Regions from separate parts of the Canis lupus genome. Here region 2 is linked to region 1. The links are chromatin contacts, called in public Hi-C maps. All regions are on one chromosome and are shown on one strand. The core of a region is the stretch at or near the end of the contact, and the rest is flanking DNA. Distances in the headings are between cores, read along the strand shown.

Evidence for each region. Hi-C and Micro-C count contacts between places; a contact is called where the count stands out from the background.
Region 2: a contact with region 1 is called in a Hi-C map of blood, with 3 times the contacts expected there. The contact joins the promoter of NDUFA5 here to the promoter of WASL in region 1. A contact is called at or near these places in 2 of 9 Hi-C or Micro-C datasets (both in blood).

The regions. Positions count from the first base shown.
Region 1 is chr14:11,772,119-11,779,353 of UU_Cfam_GSD_1.0, forward strand. It overlaps WASL (neural Wiskott-Aldrich syndrome protein), which reads left to right and starts at 1,961. Exons shown (of 11, transcript XM_038556644.1): 1 at 1,961-2,462. The coding sequence starts at 2,346. It overlaps LOC119874505 (a long non-coding RNA gene), which reads right to left and starts at 1,829. Exons shown (of 2, transcript XR_005369338.1): 1 at 1,536-1,829; 2 at 1-514.
Region 2 is chr14:11,940,084-11,947,303 of UU_Cfam_GSD_1.0, forward strand. NDUFA5 (NADH dehydrogenase [ubiquinone] 1 alpha subcomplex subunit 5) reads left to right here and starts at 1,680. Exons shown (of 5, transcript XM_038556664.1): 1 at 1,680-1,825; 2 at 2,146-2,190; 3 at 4,813-4,929. The coding sequence starts at 1,805. ASB15 (ankyrin repeat and SOCS box protein 15) reads right to left here and starts at 1,622. Exons shown (of 13, transcript XM_038556662.1): 1 at 1,065-1,622.

The sequences.
Region 1 (7,235 bases), core at 711-3,210:
AGAAAAAAGTCTATGGTGGTTATAATTTTTAAACAAAAAAGACAGGGGCAAATAGAAAACTGCACCTAGAAATAGATAAGCCATTTAATATCTCCTGAAAGAAAAAAAAAAAAGCAATGGAAACAATACATAGTCTAAGCTAACAAGAGGTTGTAAATGATTGGAACCCAATAGTTAGCTCACAGCTGCTGTCCCTTCAACTAGCCTCCCATGCTGCCTGCTTTTTCCTGTAGCCCTCTTCCATGTGTCTCCCATCTTCAAAATAGTTGGGTTGTTTATAAGCTTTCAAAAGCTAGCATACTAGCATAAAAATCGCTGCCTTTCAGTTTTTACTAACGAACAAAATTAGTATTAGAAAATAGGGGGATCCCTGGGTGGCGCAGCGGTTTAGCGCCTACCTTTGGCCCAGGGCGCGATCCTGGAGACCCGGGATCGAATCCCACGTCGGGCTCCCGGTGCATGGAGCCTGCTTCTCCCTCTGCCTGTGCCTCTGCCTCTCTTTCTCTCTCTGTGACTATCATAAAAAAAAAAAAAAAAAAACTTAGAAAATATAATATGGTGCAGCCCCGGTGGCTCAGTGCTTTAGCGCGGCCTTCAGCCGGGGGTGTGATCCTGGAGACCCGGGATCGAGTCCCACGTCGGGCTCCCTGCATGGAGCCTGCTTCTCCCTCTGCCTGTGTCTCTGCCTCTCTCTCTCTGTGTCTGTTATGAACAAATAAATAAAATCATAAGAAAAGAAAGAAAGAAAGAAAGAAAGAAAGAAAGAAAGAAAGAAAGAAAGAAAGAAAGAAAGAAAAAACATAATATGATAAAATAGTATTTAATATTATAAAGATAGTATTAGGAACAAATGATTGTCTCTAGATTTATAGTTTTTAAGTTTTGTAATTTTCACATAATAGTACATATATCGTCCATGCGGCATCCTATATAGCCTAAGTAGAAATTCTGCTAAGAAATTATGCCCCCAATTTACCACTATACATTTGAAGAAATACAGAGAGTTCTAAATGCTACAGTTTTTTGAAATTTCATGCTTAGATAGCACAAAGATAAAAAATACACATTTCAACTCCACTTTTGATCCTTAGCTAAGGGAAGGGAAGCAAACCATAGGCAAAGGGAAGATAAGGACTATAGAGCAAGTAATGTTTGAGTAACCACCGTCCATCAGGTATTTCACGTATGCTTTCCGGGTAAATTTTACTACTTAGAAGTAGGTTTAGTTATCTCTATACTACACCTTTATTAAATAGGAATAGAAAGATGAGAAGGTGGGGGGGGGGAGAATATTTTCCAATTTTCAAGATGGGGAAAAACGTGTTCAGGGCACTTCAGAGAAAAGAGCCTGAATTTAAATGTTCTCAATACACTCATCCCACGCAACACTCCAGGCGAGCGGTAGAAAATTCTAAGTGCGTTTGGTTTTTGTTAACATCCATCAGCAAGCTCTTTCACAACTCCGGGAGAGAGGCCTGTGTGTTCCTCTACACCCACTGCTGAAGTTTGCACAAAGTTTGAGAAACCCCCGGCACCTGCAGCTCCGACCCAGGAGCACAGGGGAGCGCGTCACTTTCCCGTCTTCGTCTCCAGATCCTTTTGACCTGCAGTAAGAACGTCCGGCTTCTGCGCCCCCCAAATAAGAGCCATTCCGGGGAAGGGGGACCTGGGGCCGCACAAACGCTTCGCCAAGGTGTGCGTCCGCAGAACTCGCGCGGGCCACTTCTGTTTTTGGCAGACGGCGGCCGCCCGGCCCAAGCCCCGCAGAAACCAGCACGGGAGCAGGGGCCCGCACGCGCGATCCCCGCCCCCGCCCACGCGCCCGCGCCCGCGCCTCGCAGCCCGCGCCCCGGCCGGAAGTGGGCGGGGCCTGGGCCGGCGCGGTGGGCCGGCCGCGGCGTGGGGGGGGGGGGCGCTTCTCCCGGGCCCGGCCCGCAGCCGCGCGTTTCCGGCGCGCTCCCCCGCGTCCTGCGTCCTGTGGTCTCGTCCGCCCCCGCAGCCATGTTGGATTGTGCTGCCGCCACCACCGCCGCTGCCGCCGCCGCCGCCGCCGCAGGAGGGTTGGAGGAGGAGTTGGGAGTTTAGCGCAGTCGCTGGAGTACGAGGTCAACGACCATCCGGCCTGGGACTCGCCGGGCGGGAGCCGGGAGCTTCCCTTTCTTTGCGCGGCCCGTCGTTGGCTCCTCCTTCCCGCGGCCTCCTCCTCCTCCTCCTCCCCGCGCCCGAGGAGCTGCGAGATGCTGCGCCTCTGATTCCCCTCCTCCCACCCCTGTCACCGAGAGGGGAGAGAGCGCTCGCCTGCTCGCCGGAGACGGCCCCGGACGCTCAGCCCCGCCGGCGAAACCATGAGCTCGGGCCAGCAGCAGCCGCCGCCGCCGCGGAGGGTCACCAACGTGGGGTCCTTGCTGCTCACCCCGCAGGAGAATGAGTCCCTCTTCACCTTCCTCGGCAAGAAATGTGTGGTCAGTGGCCGAGACCCGCGTCGCCATCCCCGACGATACCTCACGGGCCCGGGCACGAGGGCCGGGAAGCGGGAGCGGGGACGAAGGCGGGAGCGGCGCGGGGAGGGTCCGGCCGCCGCCAGGCCTCCAGCCAGCCCGGCGCGGCGGGTGCGGGCGGTGCGGGCCGGCGCCGCCGCCGCCGCCGCCCCCCGCCTCCCGAAGCTGACCGTGAGCAGGGAAGTGTCACCTCCGCAGGCCCGCCCTGGAACCCCTCCTGGCCGGGCCCAGGTCTGCGCCCTTGCTGCTGGCTCAAACTTTGCTCTCAGGCCAAGAGGAGATTTTATTCCTGCACGAGCTGCTGGATCTTAAAAACCGGGCGTCCGTACTGGCCCTTGTTTCACCTCCTGCCGCTTGATCTGGGGGTGGGGAGGAGGCTACCTTCTTTCACAATGGCAGAGGTTTCAGAAGTGGGTAGATCGGGGAATGAAGCCCGGATATGAATGAAGCGGGCCAGAATGGGGGTTTTTGATCCCCGTTTAGGCTCCCAGGAGAAAATGAAGTCGATTGCATCGGTTCAGAATGAGGGCAGGGAATGTTGCTGCCCCCCATTGCAGAGAAACAGCGTTTTTTTTTTTTTTTTTTTTTCCTCCAGCAGCCTCACCAGGCCTGGTTTCTGCTCTCCTCTCCACTGATTTTTTTTTTTTTTTTTTTTTAACCCTTCATTGGTGGGAGGAGGTGCTGCTCTCCCCACGACCATGCGCAGGAGAACCACAGTCTCTAGTAGTTCGTGGCCTTTTGGGGCCTGAGAGTGATTCTTAGGTTGGTGCTGTGCGGCCTGTTCCAACCCCAGATGGCCGGTTGGGAGCAAGCAGTTCTGCTGTGGGAAGGGGAATGTGTGTTGTTGACGGAAGCATTCATTACATTGGCTGCTGGCACTTCTGGGGGTGGGGAGGTTCTGCTCTGTGGTGTAGGCCTCGTCTGGCTGCATCTTACTGCTGTGGCTCCGTTGAACTGTAGTCGAGTTTGCTGAAATGCTGTTTGGGTCCCTGTCTCCCCTCTTTGCGTCTTAGCACCTGCATAGTATGTGCCACTGGAAACCAGGAAACCCCTACTGAAATGTCAACAGAGCAGTACCATTTTACAGCTTCTGTTGGTAGTGTTAAATATGTCAAACGAGGCTACATCTATCTGTTTAAGAAGTTAGGATAGACAATTTCTGGAAAGTTACTCTATGGGTTAATTGTTAACTTTATAGGAGTCAGCCTTTTTGTATCCTCTTGGAGATTGAATCATTACCTTCAATTCAGACGGGCCTGGTATTTTACTGATTAGAAGAATGAAATAAGAGGACTGGCTTAAAATCAAAATTTTGGGCAACAGTTTTAAAGACAACTGTCGTGTGTGTCCGTGTCCCCTCCCTCCCTCGCTTTTGAACAAATGAGAAAACTGAGCCAGTGAACCCCAAGTCACACAGCAGTTTAGTAGGTAACCAGAACTAGAAAGCCAGGACTTTGGATGCCTAGTCTGCTGTAGTTTCCACTACATCATGTTGTTTTAGAAGGGTTTTTTTTCTTACTTGTTATTGATTTATTTCAAAAAATGGTGCAAAAGGAATAATCAGTTCTTTTTTTTTTTTTTTTTCCCCACCAAAACTTGGTATAATTAGTGTGTGAGATTCTTAAAGCAGCACTAATTTTTGTATATTTTCGATTTAGGAAAATCTCCAGCTCTTTAAACTGTTACAATATCTGCAAATGAAAAAAAAATTAAAATTTTTTTGTTTTAGTTTCATTTGCTATATGATCTGTATCAGAAAGGAAATAGTTGTTTTACGTTTTACATACCAGACACATTAAGCTTAGGCAGGAAGGACATTATATTCAAACACTAGTACACTGACTAATTGCTCTATGCTTACCTGTAATGTTTACTGGTTTCAGAAAAATGAAAGATGTGAGAGAATACTGTGATTGAGAAAGATAGCCTTGCTTTCTGGTTAGCATAAGTGGATTGCTGAATAAGCCATCAGTATTCAGTGCTCAGTATCTTTATGTCATCTATTATTAATCACCTTTACCTTTTGAATTTGGCATTTCATACACTCTTGTGGTATGAAATTGTTGTGAAGATTAATATTTGAAGTCTCCAGTTACTTGAGAGTAAAGACTATTTTGTTTTGAAAAATCCTTTTTTTCTTTGCTGACTATGCCGCTTTTTGTAGTTTAAAATTATAGTGAAATACATTATCTCATTAAAAACATCAGCAATAACATTTACAAGTCGACCGGAATTTGTTAGGACAGAAGTATATTCAGAGCCCTAAGAGTTCAAGAAATGAAACAAATAGTTGCAGTCCCAGTTCTGGAGGAGCTGCATTCCTTCTTTGACTCAACAATATTGAGTAACTAAATGTTGAGGTCAAAATCAGGGTTGATGCCTACCCTCAAGGAACTTACTAGGTCTAAAAAGGGAAACAAATATGTAAACTGATGAGTAAGTGCTTCAGAGTAATGTGTAAGAGGCTGCACGTCACAATGTAAAACATCTTGGCTTTGTAGTCAGCCTGCCAGAGTTCCAACTCATTTGGTCACTTAGGACAAGTTTTTCTTTTGTTTTTCTTTTTGTTTTACTTCCTGTAGTAGAATTGGTTTTCGTATTTCTAAAATAGGGATATTATGGGCTAATTTTGTGGATTAGAAGGACTTTATGTTAAATATATGGATGTTGCTATTTTTCACAAAAGTTTAGGAGATTGAGAGAGGATGAGAAGTGTTTTAGGATGGGTGATACCTGAATATTTAAGATTATGATGAGAGGAATGAAATAGCTTGGAAAGTCGGGGGCCTACAAGTAGTTATGGAGCAACGAAGGTATCTGCTTGGGTTCTCAAACTTAGATATGCATTAGAAACATTGTGGAGATTACAAATATTGCTAGCCCGAATTCCTAGATAATATTCAGTGGGTTTGAGTTGGAACTTGGGCATTTCTATTTTTAGCAAGCTTATTAACAGGAGACTTTAGCATATATGAAGGTAACTGAAGTTTACTGTTTTCTGATAGGGTAGTCTTGAAACACATTTGAAATGTTTATATGTTTCCCTTCAATCTTAGGTGTATATTTTGTGAGTTAAGGTTAAACTAAAACAAAGGTTTTTTTTGTTTGTTTGTTTTGTTTTTTTAGTACAGACTTTCTCTAACCCATTAAGATATCAGTGTATATTTCATAGGTATAAGAGATACAGTTGAGGAAGTATTGCACTAGTTAGTGCTCAAGATCAGATACAACTTTTAGAAAGTTTTGGAGAAAGATGAAGGCACTATAGAAGGTGGATTGAGGGTTGTAAGAGTGGAGACAAAGGAGATCAAGTAATTTCACAACAGTGCACATAAGATATGAAGGCCTAAATTAAGGCACTGTTGATAGGAATTCCAGGACAATTAGCCTTTAGCAGGATTTCATTCCCCTTAGGTTTAGTGAGTGGGTGAGGGAAGAGAATTAGGTCAAAGAAAGGTAAAACCACCAGCAGAAAAAGTAGGCAGAAGCATACATACTTTACTAGATGGAAATATGCTTGTATATTACTCTAGGTTGGTGATTGGTTTCATGGAAGAGATGAATCTTTTTTTTTATTTTTTTAAAAAATTTTTTAAAATTTTTATTTTTTTATGATAGTCACACAGAGAGAGAGAGAGAGAGAGAGGCAGAGACACAGGCAGAGGGAGAAGCAGGCTCCATGCACCGGGAGCCCGACGTGGGATTCGATCCCGGGTCTCCAGGATTATGCCCTGGGCCAAAGGCAGGCGCTAAACCGCTGCGCCACCCAGGGTTCCCAAGAGATGAATCTTAAATCTATTTTGCCACAGTTATAAAAAATATATTTATTGGGGATCCCTGCCTCTCTCTCTCTCTCTCTCTCTCTCTCTTTCTTTTTCTATGTCTATCATAAATAAGTAAATAAATAAATCTTTAAAAAAATAGATTTAGTGAAAGTTGAGGTTTCAATTAAAGTTGTATGTAATAAATATGTATTTTGTACTTAAATAGTTCTGATGTAATTCATTAGCTGGTAGTATTTTCTTAGGACAATAAAGAAGAGTTAAAAACAAGATTTATCAGGTCTTATTTTGTAGTTCTGTTGTTTTTTCATGTACTGTGATTTAACTTAATTTTCTATAGAGTATAGGCCAACTTGTCAAGTGGAGTTAAATATATATAGTCCTGAAAAAGAAATTAAGGCTTGAGAAAAAAAAAAAAATCTCATACTAGCTCTCTACATCCATCTTTGGTCCAAATGGTTGAGGTTAGTATCCTTGACTGCTACTTTTTTTTTTTTTGCCATGCTCACCTGTTTTGTTTCAAGATTTAGTGGTGCTTAAGAAGTCATTTTTATTAACCACCTTTAATCTTCATTTCTTTTGATTGCTCAGCACTTGTTTTAACTTGCTTATATTATTTTTTTTTTGTTTTCTCACCGTATATATAATTCTGGGAGATTAGACCTTATGCCTGTGTAGTTTTCTATATTTTTTTATAATATCTAGCATACAGATCACTGAATACTTATTAATTGTTAACTGTTTTATTTCTTAGGAGCTCATTTAGCATTTCTCATTGCTTGGTCAGGTTATTAAAATCTTCAAAAATTTTTTTTTTAATATTTATTTATTCATGAGAGAGAGAGAGAGAGGCAGAGACACAGACAGAGAGAGAAGCAGGCTCCATGCAGGGAGCCAGCCCGATGTGGGACTCCAGGATCACGCCCTGGGCGGAAGGCAGGCACTAAACGGCTGA
Region 2 (7,220 bases), core at 430-2,929, 170 kb after region 1:
TGGGAAAATTATACCCCTATGGCTCATCTTTCTAGGGACAGCTATCCAAATGTAAGAGAGGAAGATATGTTACTCAGTGTTAGTTTATAGGGTTGCTGTAACAAAATACCACACACTCAGTGATTTAAACATCATTAAAAGTATTAGCTCCTCTGTCTGGAGGCTGGAAGTCAGAGATCAAGTCAGTGTTTGGTTTCTTCTAAGGGCTCAGAGAATTTGTTCCATGGCTCTCCCCTAACTTCTAGTGATTTTCTAGAAATCTTTGTTGGTCCTTGTCTTGTAGAAGCGTCATCCCTACCTCTGCCCTCATCTTTGCATTACATTTTATATTCTCCCTGTGTACATTTCTCTGTGTCCAAATATTTCCTTTTAATTAGGATATCAGTAGTATTAGAGAAGGGCTTACTTTAATGAGCCCATTTTAACTAATTACATTTTTAATGGTCCTATTTTTATATAAGGTCAATTTTGAGATAGTGGGGTTTATGACTTCAGTATATGAATTTGGGGGACATATTTCATCCCATACAACTCAGCTATAGGTTTTGCATGTCTTCAAGTAACTCTTGTGAAATTATTCCCTAAAGTGATTATATGAATTCACTCCCACCAGCAGTATATGAGTCCTCCTGGTGCTCTCCATCCTTGCTAACACTTGGTATTGTCATTCTTTACTTTTGTAAGATGGCAGTAAAATTATAGTTAATTTGCATTTTCTTGATTATTAGGGAGGTTGAGTCCTTTTGATGTTTATTGACTTTTCCTGTTTCCATTTTTGTCAATTGTCTATTTTATTCCTTTTGCTTATTTTTCTATTGTATTCATTAAAAAAATATAGTTATTGGGTGCTTCTTATGTACCAGGTACTATTTTAGCCCTTTCAGATATGGTAGGAAAAATTTTCCATCCATATATGGTTTATATTCTAGAAAGAGTGACACATATACATATGTATAAATACATGTCACTTTTTTGTAACTAACCATTTTTGGTTATTTACTTCCTCTTCCCTGCTACCACTGCACTCTAAAAGAGGTGCAAACCTCTTTTAGAAGAACACTTACCAACTGTTAATGCGTGTTTTCATCACCGTTCAGTAAATTCCAGGATGTGGGATCCTGCCTGAAAAATCACGTCCCGGTAACTAACACCTAACGCGTACTCGATAAATGTTTGCAGAGATACGTGGGGAGAAGTGCTGTGATCTGTTATCACTTCCCTGGGGAAACGCGAAGGTGGATGACACACTTCCGGAAGTGAAATGGAAAAGGGCTGAGCCAGGGAATGGCTTCACACCGTGAACTGCACTGGCACAGTAGACTGAAAATACCGATATCCTGGTGCTACGGATCAACCTTGGCTGCGACGAGATCACGGAGAGGACAGCTCCAGGGGACCACGCTCCTGTTACTACACGCTGCACCGTGCAAGGGAGGTTGAGGGATTCGCCAAAGGATAAGCCAGGTGCACATTCTGTGGTAGGTTTCTGGAAATTTGGAGCGTTTCCCTCCGCCTCCGCGCAAGCCGTCAGCGGTCGTCAAGGCAGGAACCCATTCGCCAGACGGAAGCCGCCCAACAGCTCCTTCCTGCAGCGCCTGCTCCGGACTCCGGTGTACTCACTGCGCAGGCGTCGATCCCCCCCCCCCCCCCCCCGAATGGGCGGGGCACAGCCTCCGCCGGGTGGAGATCGCGAGGGGGGCGGGAGCTGCTTCCAAGGTGATAGTGTGGCGGCCTCGGCGCTGGATTGAGCGGGTCTGAGCCGGGTTCCCAGAGGGCTGCGCGTCCCCGGCCCGTCGGCGCTGTCATGGCGGGTGTGCTGAAGAAGGTGAGGCGAATGGAGGTCACTGCTGGGTTTTAGACCGTGGGGGTAGAGTCAGCCCGAAAGCCCCTCACCCCGCGGTGGTGGCGGGAACTGGCGCGGGATGGCCGAGGCTGTTGGGCGGACTCGTTCTGCTGTGGCCTCAGGGAGGACGCACTCCGTAGCCCCGTTCTCCAGCCTAGTGGCTCCGAGAGACCGACAGCTGTTTTTAGGTCGGTAGTAGCCGGGGCGGGGGTGGGGGGTGGGGGGTGGTAGGTCTCTCCTTCCTTAGCGTGGCGGGCGCGCGGAATTGTAAACAGCTTGAATCGTGTTTTGTTTTTGAACAGACCACCGGCCTTGTGGGATTGGCTGTATGTGAGAGCCCACACGAGGTACGTTCCGTGCTGCTCCATTCCCGGATTCCCCAGGACGACCAGAACCCTGTGACCCTGGTAGAAAGGGCAGCGGGGTGCGGATATTTCAAGCCCCAAATCACAGGCCGGCCTGAGAGCCGCCTTGAGACCAGAACAGGGTCTCTCTCTCCTTTGTCGATGGGTCCCGTGCGCGTGCGTCTGCGCCTGCGCGTTCCATGACCTCGTTCTTTTTTTTTTTTTTTTTTTTTAAGATTTTATTTATTTATTCATGGGAGAGAGAGAGAGAGAGGCAGAGATACAGGCAGAGGGAGAAGCAGGCTCCATGCGGGGAGCTCGACCTGGGACTCCAGGATCACACCTCAGGCTGCAGGCGGCGCTAAGCCGCTGTGCCACCGGGACCGCCCCATGACCTCGTTCTTAAGTCCCTTTTCTTGCTGAGTTTTTCCGTAGGCTTCTCGTGCCTTCACCTGTCCCGTTATGAGTACCCTCCCATACCTGTGTCTCCATGTTCCACCGCCCCCCACGCCCTGCCTTGCCTTACCGCGTCTATCGCTCTAGCAGTTAACCCCTTGCGTCATCAGTGGGTCTTTCCCATCGGTCTTCAGAATGCTTCCATCTGAAAAGACTTTAAAGACCTCCCTCGCTCCTTTCAGTAATCACAGCATCTCTCTCCTTCCTTTTATAGATAACTCCAAAGAGTTATCTGGACTTAACTGTCTCCAGTTTCTCTTACTCCCTTTTGAATTCACTCCACCCAGACTTGGCTAGAACCGCTCTTTTCAAGGTCACCATGATTTCTGTGCTGCTGAATCGAATGGTCAGCTCACGTTTCTCATCTTAATTGACTCAGTAGCCGCACCGGCGACGTTTGGCACCGTCTCCATCAAGCGCTTCTGTGCTTGGGAATTCACCTAGTCTTCTGTTTTTTGTCCGTCCCCCCCCCCCCCCCCCCCCGCCCCCTTACTCTCATTGACTTTTCCCTTTCTGGTTATTTCTCATATCCCCACTTAGGAATTTTGGAGTTCTTAGACTTAGTTTTTGGAACTTTTCTCTATTTATATTTGTCTCCTTGTCTGGACTCAATTTAGTGGTTTTAAATACTACCTATACACTGATAACTGTTAAATATCTGTATTGAGCACTGACCTCTGAGAGTCTTGTATATTTAATTGCTGAGTGGATATCTTCACTTGAATGTCAGACCAGGCAACCCAAACTAAACACCCAAAATTGTGTTCCTATTCTTCTCCCTAAAAAATGCTTTTCTCTCAGGCTTGCTCACCTCAATGAATGGCAGTTTCATTCTTGTGTTGACTGAGTTCAAAAACCTTGAAATCACGTCTAATTTCTTATTTATTTATTCATATGTATATTGTGAATATATATGAATGAAACTAGGTGTTAGTACCTATGGATTTTGTACAATGAAATACAAAGAATTCTTTATATAATGTATGTATATTTGTGATTATATTTACTATTTATGAACTCTTGTGAATTATGATCTGGTGTAACAGTTTCTTACCATGTAGCTTTACTACTAACTGCTGTATGTGAACTTGAAGTTCATTGTGCTTTAAGTTCAGTTCTCTTGTTCCTTTTCTTTTAAGCCTGTGTGAAACCTTCATTTTCATGACCAACTCAGTCACCATAAGCTGAAGTATTATGACTACATTTAGTTAAATTTGATCATTCCGATAATCATTGCTTTTATATATTTTTTTACTTCTTCAGAAATTCAAATGAGAAAAATGGAAAAAAATCAATTTGTAGTGCTTAGGATTGCAATTTGAGAAGTAATGATTTAGTAAATGAGTTTATTTTCAAATAGATCATTAGCAATAAGTTAGAATGCAGTTTTATTTTTACTTGTTACCATACCTTTGGCTTATATACAACCTATGTTGTTAATGCAACATAAAAAGTATCCATTTTATACACTTGACCCTTGAATAACAGGTTTGAACTGCTTGGGTCCACTTATGTACATATATTTTTCAGTAAATACAGTATAGTATTGTAAATGTATTTTCCTTAAATGATCTGCTTTTTTTTTTTTTTTTAAGATTTTATTTATTTATTCATTAGAGACTTAGAGAGGCAGAGACAGAGGCAGAGGCAGAGGGAAAAGGAGGCTCCCCGCAGGGAGCCTGATGCAGGACTACATCCCAGGACCCCAGGATCACACCCTGAGCTTAAGGCAGGTGCTCAACCACTGAGCCACCTAGGTGTCCCTCATGATTTTCATAATAACATCTTTTCCCTAGCTTACTTTATTGTAAGAATATAATATGTGATAACATACAACATATAAAGTATGTGTTAACTGTTTATGTTATTGGTCAGGCATATTCGTTATTGGTCAGGTTTTGGGGGAGTCATAAGTTATATGTGGATTTTCAGCCATGCCAGTGATAGGCTCTCTAACCTCAGCGTTGTTCAAGGGTCAACTGTACTCACAGTTTCCTTCAATTATAAAGGTAATAAGGCAAAGACATGAAGAAATTATAACAAGGAAGACTTAAATGCTTTTTAAAAAACAGATGTGAATCTTTTTGTAATTAGTGAGACTTTTTAAAATGTTCTGTTGAATCTTTGATGATACTTTAAACTGGAAATGTATATGATTTGTCTTTTCAGAGGTTAAGAATATTGTACACAAAGATTCTTGATGTTCTTGAGCAAATTCCTAAAAACGCAGCATATAGAAAGTATACAGAACAGATTACAAATGAGAAGCTGAGTATGGTTAAAGCGGTAAGTAGCTGACTTGATTTTGTTTTCTTGGATTTATGGTTTCCAATGCACCATTAAAAAAAGTTAAATTGCTCCCCCCCCCCCCCCCCCGCTCTTCTATTCTTCTGTGCTTTTCTTCCATCCTTTTTCCCTTTCATTCAGCAAATTCCTGTTTACTAATGTTTTCCATATGTAAGCCACTATTAAATACTGGAGTGAAAGAATAACATCATGTCCCTTCTCTAAGTTAACATTGTAGTACATCTCTTCTTTATCAAGTCCTTTGTTGATTGTTGACTTATCTATAGATATATCAGTCTTTACCTCTTTTTGTAGTTTCAGAGTAGAGAAAAATGAAAGTAGAACACAAAAAATGTATGTTGTGTTTAAACAAAACGGTTAGAAAAAACTTGAAAAATGCTTATTACAGAGAGGGTCAAGTTAGTCTCTTAATTACCAAAAATTATATCTTTGTTGGACAGCCCTGGTGGCTCAGTGTTTTAGTGCCGCCTTCCGCCCAGGGTGTGATCCTGGAGACCCGGGATCCAGTCCCACATCAGGCTCCCTGCATGGAGCTTGCTTCTCCCTCTGCCTGTGTCTCTGCCTCTCTCTCTCTCTCTCTCTCTGTGTATCTCTCATGAATAAATAAATAAAATATTTAAAAAAAAGAAAACATAATTACTTTATTAAAAAAATTATCATTGTTATGAACTGACTGTGTTCCCTGCCAAATTATATGTTGAAGCCCTAACCCCCCAGGGTGGCTGGAACATCTATAGAGGTAATTAAGGTTGATGAGGTCATAAGATTGGCCCTGATTCAATAGGATTAGTGTCCTTATAAGAGACAGCTCTCTCTGCCATATGAGAACACAAGAAAAAAGGTAGCTGTCTGCAAGCCAGAAAGAGAGCTCTCATCAGAAACTGACCCTTTTGGACCTTAATTTTGGACTAGCAGTCTCCAGAGCTGTGAGAAAATAATTTTTTGTTGTTGAAGCCGCACAGTCTTTGGTATTTTATTGGCAGCCCTAGCAGACTAATACAAGCATTTTACAGGTCTAAATCAAAGTCCTTAGCTAGACATACCATAGACTGCTGCTAGTTCTTTTATGCCAAACTATATTGCACTTTTGTGCAATTAAAATTTTAAAGTATTACATTTTCACACTAGCAATTATTCACGGACTTCTGTAATTATCCAAAAGTGTTTATAAACTCTAAAAGTAATTTACATATATGTAATAAGTGACCCTATTATATTTTTCTTATTATTAGGTTACCAAAGTGAATAATTATTTTTCCTTAGGGATATGGCAAAACAATGAAATTTGATTTGAAACTTTTATTCTTAGCTTGGCAGTTCTGAAAGTAACTTACAAAGTCTCTAGGGGAAGGTTCAGCATTTATTTTGATTTCATGTTTTCTTTCTGTCTTTTCTTTTTTTTAAAGATTTTATTTATTCATGACAGACACACAGAGAGAGAGAGGCAGAGACACAGGCAGAGGGAGAAGCAGGCTCCACGCAGGGAGCTGGACATGGGACTCGATCCCGGGTCTCCAGGATGGTACCCTGGGCTGAAGGCGGCGCCAAACCACTGGGCCATCAGGGCTGCCTGATTTCATGTTTTCCTTAAGGAAAACGAACTGGTGCATATTTTCCCATCACTGAGTAAGAAATTTCCTTTTTTCTTTTCATGAAGTAAAGCTCTTTCAACATTTTGAATCTTTCCCTGCTTTCCTTCTCTATAACCTTATTCTGCTTTATCACTTTTTTTCTTGTTTTAGCCTTTCATTTTGTTATCTTCCAGATAGCCTCAAAATGTATTTAGCTTATTCCTATCTTAAAAATAGAACTGTTATATTTATATCTTCTTTTACTTCTGCCCTATTTTTCTTTTCTCTCTTAACCATTGTCAACCAAAGAATAGCTTACTGTCATTACTTTCACTTACTAGTTCTAAAATAGTTTTCTCTGACTGGGCTTTTTCAGTTGCCTTGTAACTTAGTGGTCTGTATATAGTTCCATTATACTTCATTACGTGCCCCACACTGTGAATAGAGTGATTTTTTTCCCCCAATATATAAATCTGATCCAGATTCTTCCTGCTTAAAAACATTCTTATAGTTTCCTGGTTAGTGTTTCTCAGAGGCTGAATTTAAGAATGTTTGCTGAGTTAGTTGTATGAAACTCACCTCACTACTTCCATCTGCATGGCTCTGATGTACAGCCAGGTTTGGGAAACACTGGCTTACAGGATAAAGTCCTTAGCATGTATGGAAGGTGTCCCAAGATCTGACTCTGGGTTATCTTCT